2 separate regions of the Gossypium hirsutum genome follow, and region 1 is linked to region 2. A link is a contact called in public Hi-C data. All regions are on one chromosome and are shown on one strand. The core of a region is the stretch at or near the end of the contact, and the rest is flanking DNA. Distances in the headings are between cores, read along the strand shown. Region 1 holds the start of LOC107954590 (peroxisome biogenesis protein 16). Region 2 holds the start of LOC107951648 (protein-lysine N-methyltransferase EFM1).

Region 1 (5,176 bases), core at 1,948-4,447, 220 kb after region 2:
TGCTTTTGTATGGTTAAAAGAAATACAACAGCAACAAAACCATGAAGCACTTGCGCGGCTGCATTCTTAAGATCCCGACATGTACGTGTACCTTGTCTGAGCTCCAATTATAAGCTCAACCAGTTTTGCTGCCAAAAGTTATAAATCAAATATATATTAATTTCTTGCTAAATTATTTTAACCAATAACCTGCATGGACTTATGCCCATCAATTTGAAAGATTAAAGAGGAATGGATATGTTCCGCGTACATGTTAGAGTCCCAATTAAAGGAACCGGCTCCAATAGGCTTTCAGTGCTGGCAAGCTTTTGCCTGAAGAACAAATATGTATTAGTTTGTTGAATTATTCATCAATGGGAAAGGTATCAGCAATGAGTTTATCAATTACCTGGTATACTTGCTAAAGAATGGTTCTCTCATGAGGTAAAGTGCCCACAACAGTTTCCGTCGTTTAACCTGGATTCAACACTTCATATCAGCACAGCCCTAGTTTGAGTGTGTAAGAATATTCATTATAAAGCAAAGACTCTTAACCTCATCCTTTTCAGAGGCAGAAAGATGGAACCATTGTTCTCTTTCAACCATCCTGGATTTTGTAACATGTGATAGAAAGCCGTATCCAATGAAGTCCACACCCAGAGAAAGAAACCAAGGAATCCATGACCTAATTCCGTATCTTCTAATGAACAAAACATAAATAAGTGGTCTTGTAATAAACAGGATCTCCCCTAGAACAAATAAAGCTCCATTAACACCCTTCTCCGACAAAATCATGGAAAGAGTAGGCCTTTTAATAACTGAAGCTGTAAAAGGGGAAAAAACGCAAAAATTAGCAAACTTCCCCATCAATTCACCCTAACAAGTAACCAATCATGAAATTTTAAAGAAATAATCACTTGGAGGCGCCATAATCGCATGCTGTTGTTGAATTCTCTGGAACCATACAGGGTCAGACACCATCCTAGCAGTCTCTCCAAATCTGCTCAAAGCAGACAATGCCCTTCGTTCAATAGTCCATGGGTTTGACCCATGATTGTTTTGTAACAAACCAGCTCCATGGTGATGACCTCCAGGCCTAGGGAAACCTCCGATTCTATGTTGTGAACCTGTATCGTCTGAACTTTTTTCAACATTTGGAGTCTCTCCTCCATGAAGAAGCATTTTATATCCACTGTTCCGAAATAAAGCTAACCTAACTATCACCCTACATCAAGTACAAAATAATCAGGCAAATGCATAATGCCAATAAAATTAGGAGGAAAAGCTTAGGTGTTTAAAGCGTCACACATTATATAAAGAAGCTTTCTTACTTGATAGCTTCTGTAGCAGCAATGAAATTCCATTTCTTATCACCATAGTATTGCTCAGCGACAACTTCGACCAAAGTTTCCAAGTCCTTTAGGGCAGATATGCACAACCCATAAGGGAATGATAAAGGATCAGCAGAGCCAGGATGCCTCTCAGAACGAGTAGTATCGATTATATGCTCATTGATGGCAGTGACTATGCCCAAAATTGCAGTTACTGCATAAATTTACCAAATAGTTCATTAAGAAAAAAGAACTCAGTCTATGAAAAGATGACACAACTTAAGTTGGGAAATATTTTGATCTTCTTCACACTGACATTACAAACCAGGGGACTTAAGAAGGGGAGAGGGAGCGGGGGCACTAGATTTAGCTAGAACCTAAAAGGAAGTAATTGAACACCACATTTAAAACGTTAACTCATTTCTTTCTCAACAGCAACCAATTAGATGATTACTTTGAATCAAGTAGGGGTTGGGGGTGGGGAAATCTTATCAGTTTCTACTTTCTAAGCTATAAAGAAACAGCCAATGTTACCAAAGTTTCACAAAACCTGCTTCTGGCCCTATCTCTGAAGTGGAGAACCGTTCAGGAAGAAGCCACGTCAATCCCTGCACAACCATTTTCAATAACAGCATAAGATAGCAACACTCAATTTTCACAACACAGTAAAAAATCATTCACAAAATGTTGCCCACATTCCCAAGCATGCGCGCATGCACACAAATAATCCAAATAACCGAACTATATAGATCATAGTCCATAGATACAAAAAGAAAACATAAGTTGGGAATTGGGGTATATATTATCCACAGTGAAGAATAAAAAAGAATCTAGTCGGAGCAGCTAACTGGAAACTCTAAAATTACAGATAATCATCACTCTTCCGGATATAATAACTTTCCATTTTTGTTGTTCAACTGAATGTGTTTTCAGATCCAATATCTGAAAAACAAAAACAAGTAAAAGGCATTTTTATTTTCTTTCATTTCATTTTAAATTGCAAATGGATTTCCTTCACTTTTAAGGAAAGATGGAAGAGGCAGTAGCCAGAAATTATAGCAGCATAAGTGAAACCCAGAAAGTCACCCACTCTAAATCAATCAAACAAGAAATAAGCTTTGGAGAAAAACAGATTAAAGCACTTAAATTTGGAAGTATGAGCATATATGATAAATTCAATGCACCTTAACATTATATATATAAGTCATTTACCAAGAACCATAAAAAAGCTATTAAAATTAACCTTCCGAAGCAAGGAAAAAAAGGTTGACATTGGGGGGGGGGTTGGGGAAGAAGATAAAAGCTTACATTGGCAAGAGACTCCAAAGAGTGTACGTAGTCTTTGTTCCTCCTAACCCATGTCTTATAAGCCTCCATTGATTCGCACATACTTTATCAGGTAATAAAAAAAAATTCAATTCAAAAGTTTCGAAACCCTAGCTCGCGGAGCCACTCTCAAGCCAATTCATGCTCAATCTTATCAAAATTTTGGAAATTCGGAAGAAACCCAGATTCGCAAATACCCAATCAGTAAACCTTTTTTTTGCAATTCAACCGTTGACTCAATTCCGCAGAGGAAAATGGAAGAATGTTGAGGATAAGTTGGAGATGGGGAAAGTGCGAGGGCTACGAGGTGTGCCTCTTTGTTACTAAAATTGGGTGCTGAACCTCGAGAGTTGATGATTGGATTGTGTTGGATCACTGAATTCGGGTTCGATATGATGGGGGAGACCACGAATTTTAGCGGTAGGCCATTGAGGTAATGAAAAAACAGAGGATCATAAAAAGGAGAAACTCAGAAAAGACAGAAAGAGGGAGATGACAGGATATCGGCTTTGTGTGCACCCGAATGAGTTATTGACTTTCACAAAATCATGAACGTCGTTATTGTCCAAAATATATATACACATTAAAGAGAACATTGCCATCATCGTAATACCATGAATTAGGTGATTGCTAATAAGTGCTTTAAACTACTTCTTCCATCTTATTTATATCTATTATTTTCTAATCACAATATTATTTAAGATATTATAAATTTATATAAATTTTGATAATATTTTTAATATATCTTATAAAATATTTATTAACCCGTTATAAAATCTAATAATTTCAATCGCAAGTTATAACACATTTATAATAGTTCTATGCTTTGTTATTTTATATGGTATATTTTATTATATAATTGTGAATAAAATAAGGGTAAATTACACCATTAGTCATTAAAATATATGTAAATTTTTATTTTGGCTACTTAACTTAAAAAAAAAGTTACAATTTGGTTATTAAACTATTAAAAAAAATTTATTTAAGTTATTGGACTGTTAAAATCGATGTTATATGACTTTTTCTGTTTGCATTGCTTGCATCAATCAAAAGTTCTCTTTCCCCTTCTCTTTTATAGTCCAATTTTCTTTTCATGAAACAGTTTTAGACATCGTAAATTTGATAATTAAAATTCAAACAACTTTTTTCTAGGATCTTCGACAGTGACCTTCAAATCGACTTGGATTTAAGGTATGTTCTTCTACTCGTCGATGACTATTGATCTACTGTACTGATCGTCAAATCGTCGCTGGAATTCACTAATGAAATTAAAAAAAGAAAAAAAAGAAAATGTAATAATCCAGTGACTTAAATAAAAACTTTTAAATAGCTCGGTGACTTAAATGAAAACTTTCAAATAGTTCAATGACTAAATTATAATTTTTATTATTTATTTGCTAAGCATAAATCAAAGACTTTTATTGATGGAGTCAGATTAACAAAAAGCTCACATAGTTGGTAGAAAACAACCTCTAATAACAGCAAAGAGAACCTTTACAAAACCCATAACAACAATCACCAAAACTAAAGCAGAAAATAAAAAATATACTAAATCCAAGCTTTAAACATCACAGCGCTGTCGATTCTTGTAGAACCATGCGCCATCGCTGCTGTCAATAGACCAACACGAGCTGCCTTCCCTTCCCAATGGCCCAAGCCAGGTGATATAATAATCGAAACTGGAACCTTGGAACATCAAGGTGACCCCAAATATGTTCCAACATGATAAGATAACAAAGATGCATACTACCACCACGCATTAAACAACATAGACCCATCGACCCGATCTTTGGCAGAGTCAGCCATTGAGTTACGATCCCTGTTTACATGTTGAAAGTAAACACACCCAATTTTCGAAACAAAGCAATCAATCTCATCAAATTAACCCCAAAGTTTCCAGGGCCGATCATCTTTCTTCTTACACCAAGAAACCGCAAAAGCTGAATCGGACTCAATGATCAAGCCCTTACCTCTCAATCGGGACGACTGAATAAAGAGGGAAAGTGCCATTTTAATAGCAATAAGTTCAGCAACAATTGGCATTGCAGAGCCAATGGGATCCGAGAACATAGCCAAGACAACACCGAGATAATTTCTAAGCACCCCCCACAACCCCCCTGGCCAGGACAACCTTCAACGTTATACTTCAAAAAACCTGCAGTAGGTGGTGACCAACACATTCCATCAGCAGTAAATTTTCCTTTCTGAATACTGTCACAAGCAAAAGGTGAATCCACCAAACTGTTTCAACAAAAGATAAGATCATCTTTGATAGCTTTAATCCGGAAAAGCGGTCTGACTTCAGTGAGAAAGATTACTGCATCAATGGAACAAAATTTCTTCTCAAAGATTGCTGCATTGCGGGCAAGCCAAATGGGCCAAAGAGCTGCAGCACACGCCACCCACCAAAACCTTCTCGAGTGACCATTAAAATGGGAATCGAAACTCGAATAATGAACGCCTTTAACGAAGGGAAAGCAACCCAAGAAAGGTTCCACCAATTGAAAAAAAAGACACCAGAAATATACATATGCCTGCAA
Region 2 (5,323 bases), core at 706-3,205:
AGTTGAACCAGAGGAATAGAAATGTAGAGTTGACGGCTTGAAGTTGAGTTCAGGGTGTTGGAGAACTAAACCTGAAGCCATTGAAGGAAGTGCTCGAGTTTTGCTTCCTCTGTACACGCCATTATCGTCGGTGATGGTTACTTGGCTCAAGTTGGCTGGTGACCAAAGGCACTACACTGAGGTTTAATAAGGGCTTTAGCAATTAGGTCCGAAAAAAAATTGAGAAACTTAAAACTGATCCCAGTTGGGGATGGCAGCGGGTTGGATATCTGCAATTTATGGATTATCCGAATCCACAAATTATCCAAATTTTACTATCCAATTTCGAATCAGAATTAAATACATTATCCGCCAAATATCTGAATCCGCAAAAAATCTGAATTTAACATTTTCAACCTTATGTCGGATATCTGAATCCAACATAACCCAAATCCAAATCCACTAAAACTAAAATTTTAAAAATAATATAAAATCAAATAAAAAATAATTTTAAATAAATTTTATTCATAACTAAAATAAATAAATGTAAAATAAATTAACAAAAAAAGCTAAATAATAATTCAAACAAACTAAACATAATAATTTCACAAAAATTTAAATATTACTAACAATTTAAACATAAAAATTCCAAGCAAATTAAAATTTCAATAACAATTCCAGACAACTTGATTTTCTAGTTCTGCTTCACTTCTTTGACTATATAATGATGGAATAGACCTCGATGGAGCATTGTCACTTTATTTTTCACAAGATTGAAATATATTATCATTTCAAGGCAGTCCTTTGTAAGCTTTCAAAACTGCAAATTAACCACCAGCATTCAAATGAGCTTTTGTAACCTAGTTGCTCTATGAAATTAGAAAATTCCCCAAGCAAATGGAAGCAAAACCAAAACCTTCATCAACCACTTACCAATCTTGCATTAAACATGAATCGCCTATTTCCATTTATAAGAATGCTGAATGTGTTTTGTTCATGCATGCATTGTACTTAAATAGCTTGACAAGTATAAATGGCATTAACTGGAATGATATCAGATGTCAATGGCTCTAAAATCCTCCTTACAGTCATCATCATAGAGCAGAATTTATCACTTGAGCTAAAACGATAAAGCTAAATTAACTAAGTCTAACAATTTCTATCTCTAGTTCACAATCAATATCAGTTGGAATATCAATATAAATGTTTAACTCCAGCCAGTATAATTTTACCTTTGAGCTAGTTCAACATGAGCTATCCCTAGAAAACCAAAACAATCAACATTTAAAGACAAGATCAAACAAACAGAAACCTTCTCACTATCCCCCATAAACTCATTGTTTTCACTACAAGCCATTTTTCAATATACCTATAAAATTTTAAAATTAACAATTCAGTTCATAAACATTAACAATAAGCATCAAAATCAAAACATTATAAACATTTTTCATGGTTCGAACATCTATGTTCTTCTAGCTAAGTAAATTTGGAGAGACAAAGAAAAAGAAAAGTTATTATTATTATTTTATTACATTCGGACATGACAGACTCTCTCTCTGTGTTTTGGTCTAAACTTCAAACTCTTTCCATTTCTTGTTTTTCTTTCTTTATTAGAAAATAAATGAAATATATTAGAATGGAAGTGAGTGACGTTTGGAAGTTGTAAGAGATTCCATGTTTCCTCATTAGCTCATTGTTTGTTTCCTTCAAATTCAATGCTGTCAAAGGAGACTAAGGGCTGACATAGTAACATCTATAACTAAAAATCAACCAGAAATAGAATCCTAAAACATCAAGAATGGGTTTACAAGTAACGAAACCAACCAGTCAAATGAGAATTTTAAGGGCCGGTGGTCGACGGTGCCTTGTTGGTGCTTGCCGGTGACTGCCTGACTGGTGAGAGGCTTAGAGCTTGAGACGACACTTTTGGGAATTTTTTTGGTTTTGGTTGGAGTTGGGCTTAGCCGCTTGTATTTTCAATATCTCAACTTTCTAACCCAAAACTTGGTTCAATGGTTGCGGGCCTGCTTCAACCAACTAAACTATTTTCAAAATCATTTTTATTAATATTAGATATTATCACACCAGGTGGAAGAAAAAAAATGATATTAAAATTATATTTATATAAAAAATCAACAATTAAATTATAGGTGAAATGGTAAATTGTTTATATTTAAACATTTTTTAAGCTTCCGTTTTATGTGACAACATTTTAGAGAATTTTCTCGAAAAGGTCAATCCCCTCAATAGAATGTTTATGACACCTTTCACCATTTTATTTTTAGTCACTAGCTAAAGAAAATGACACACTCTTTAGGGATATTGGCTCTTCCAAATGGTTCTTTATTTTGCATTTGGTGGGTTCAAGTTGATCTTGAAGCACTTTTCATCGAAAACAACCCATTACCATTCCATTGTCAAAGAAATGAGTTTCATTGAGCCTGCCGATTAGGATGTAATGTCCCTGCAATGAAAAGGACCATTGATCAATCTAAAAGATGTTAGAATTCACTCCAATCCCATCCTCCATCTATGTGTACCATATCATCTATGTGCACTCCACTTAGGTCTCGACAATGATCTTCCAGGGGATCAAAGTTCGACATTCAATTATCGGACCAAAATTTGATCTTTTCCCCTTTCTCATGGTCTATCAAATGTTATTCTTTTAGTATCTTTGAGATTGATTTCCAAAGGATTACTTTAGCATTACTTTTAAAAAGTAATTCTGGCACTCAATGATTTAAGATTTTAAATATTTAGCATTATTGTTAAAGAATTTTGTGAAATTTAAAATGCTCATTTTAGATATGAAATGGTAAAATAAAAAATAAACTAATTTAAATGATATTTAGATTCGTTAATATTATTACACTAAATAAAATATCAATTTTGAAAACTTTAAACAATTAAGATAAATTATTTATGCTAAGAGGGCTATGGCATTGTTGGTTAAGGTGAGGCCTTGGGTCCTTATGTATCCAAGTTTGAGTGCCACCATTCTTAATTGTGATGCGTGGATCTTCAATCCCAATACGTGCGTTTATAGTTGCTTTCTCTTCTTTGTTTGTTGTGTTTTTATATTGGCTATATTTTGTGTTTCGACATAATTTATATTTGTAATATTAAAATAAAAAAAACAAATTATTTGTAAAATTTTATTTCAATATATAAATCATATTTAGATATTAAAATAACATACAATTCATAAGTAATGGAATAATTGACCCAAATACAAAATATCTTTTTTTTTTCGTGTCTTTATTATTACTATTGACAAAATATTATATTTGAATTATTTTGTATTATTAAATATTCAATTTAAATTGTAGTAAAAATATAAAAAAAACTATAATAACTGAAATATAAAATTTAAAGACTTTTTAAACAATTATAATAAATTGTTTGTAAAATTTATTCAATATATAAGTCATATTTGAAATTTATAATTAATATATGTGAGAGCCCAAGTTTGCTCGGGCCCAAACCAGACAAAAATCAAACATAAAAAATAAATAAAAATTCCAAAATATTAACAATCCAGTTACAATACTATCCCAAATCGAAAGCCCAAAATTACAAGCCCAAATCAAAAAACTTAAAGGCCCAAAAGCCTAAATTTTTCTTTTCAGAAACAAAAACCCTAATCTAGTGCCTGTGCGCCGCTCCTCCCACGTCAGCGCCGCTCCTAGCGCCTATCCCCAACTGCTCCGTCAACCACCCTGCAAAGAAGAACAAACACGCAAGAAACAATGAAAAAAATAGAAGAATAATGTTGTAAAATCGGCTATAAAAAGCGTAAAAACCGATTGTAATGAGGGTTCTTTTTTTGAAAAAAACAGAGAAAGAAATACAAAAAAGAAATGCAATCAGAAATTTTTTAAACAACAGAATACGAGATTTCAAAGGTGATTGATTTTCTTTTTATTTATTTATTTTTTTCAAATCATTATATATAAATATAAAACATAAAACAAAAAAAGGAAGGTTTTTACCTGCTTCGGTTGACGGAGAGAAGAGGAAACTGAAGGGTTTCTCACTTTTGGCCCGATTTTGCCGAGATCTCGGTGCTTTTAACCCCAAAACGGGGCTCCTCATGAAAAAGAGGTTAAAAGGAACCATTTTAGGTTTTTTTGGCCACCGTCGCCCACGACCGGTGGCCGGCACGGCGGTGACTCGCCGGAGCCAAGGCCGGCCGAAGGGTGGTTTGGAGAAAGGGGAGAGGGTTTCAGAATATTTTTTAGAAATGGGGGTGAAATGATTTTTTTTGGAAATTTTTTTGACTTAAGTAAGGCTCCAAAACGGCGCCGTTTTGGCCTGTTTCCTCCGGCGCCAAAACGACATCGTTTTGGCCAACCCGAACCATTTGGCCTAGGATCTGCGTGTTTTTTTAAGGAGGGTTTATTTGCACCTTTAACCCTTCTGCTTTTGTGGCATCTTTCAGTTTAGTCTCATTCTTTTTTAATTATTTTATTTCTTCCCTGAAATTTTAAATTGTTCGCAATTTAGTCCCTAGATCAATGTGGACCCACTTAGGGGATGACACGTCCCCAAGGTTTGGGATAATTTCCATTTGATCCCTGATTTGTTTTGCGCGTTACAGTTTTGTCCTTTATTCTTTTTCTTTATCATTTGGGCCCCTAAATTTCATTTAAATTTAGTCTTTTTTGCATTTATTTTATTATAATTTAAACTCTAAATTTCATTTTAATTCAATTCTTTAATCATTTAATTTCAACCTTTTATAGATTCTTATACATATGCTGTTCTTTTTTTTTCTCTTTATATTTATTTATTCATTTATTTGTTATTTCTTTATTTTTTTACATATTTAAAAATTATATTTTACATTTCCTTAAGTATTTATTTATTTTGTTGCCCCAAATTATTATTATTATTTATCGTGTTTGGGTTATTTATATTAGAATTAGAATAGTAATTACATATATTATTTTATTTATTTGTTTATCTATTTATTATCTCTTACCATTTTTATATATTATTACTTATCGTGTTTGGCATTATGTCCTAACTTACGGGATATGATCCTTTCTTCTCGATAAACTTAAAATAAGCCCCTTTTCGTGAAAATTAATTTAGTATGTCTTAATAAAGGATCGTATTTTAAAATCTCTTCAAATTTTTAATTTTTGACATTAAAGACATCAAGTAATCAATTAGGTACCAATTTTGGGCGTAACGAGGGTGCTAATCCTTCCTTGTGCGTAACCGACTCCCGAACCTGTTTTTTGGATTTTGTAGACTGAAAAACATTGTTCTAATAAATCAAATCTCTTATTAAAACGATCAAATTACAAGGTGACCCAATCACACATCTTAAAAT

What was found. Hi-C and Micro-C count contacts between places; a contact is called where the count stands out from the background.
Region 1: a contact with region 2 is called in a Hi-C map of leaf, with 2.0 times the contacts expected there. The contact joins the promoter of LOC107954590 here to the promoter of LOC107951648 in region 2. A contact is called at or near these places in 6 of 34 Hi-C or Micro-C datasets (hypocotyl, leaf and petal).

Annotation. Positions count from the first base shown.
Region 1 is chrD07:25,427,194-25,432,369 of Gossypium_hirsutum_v2.1, forward strand. It overlaps LOC107954590 (peroxisome biogenesis protein 16), which reads right to left and starts at 3,198. Exons shown (of 8, transcript XM_016890190.2): 1 at 2,619-3,198; 2 at 1,861-1,918; 3 at 1,311-1,524; 4 at 897-1,204; 5 at 535-803; 6 at 389-456; 7 at 251-312; 8 at 1-128. The coding sequence starts at 2,699. The coding sequence ends at 67.
Region 2 is chrD07:25,210,738-25,216,060 of Gossypium_hirsutum_v2.1, forward strand. LOC107951648 (protein-lysine N-methyltransferase EFM1) reads right to left here and starts at 1,956. Exons shown (of 17, transcript XM_016886772.2): 1 at 1,804-1,956; 2 at 72-176. The coding sequence starts at 122.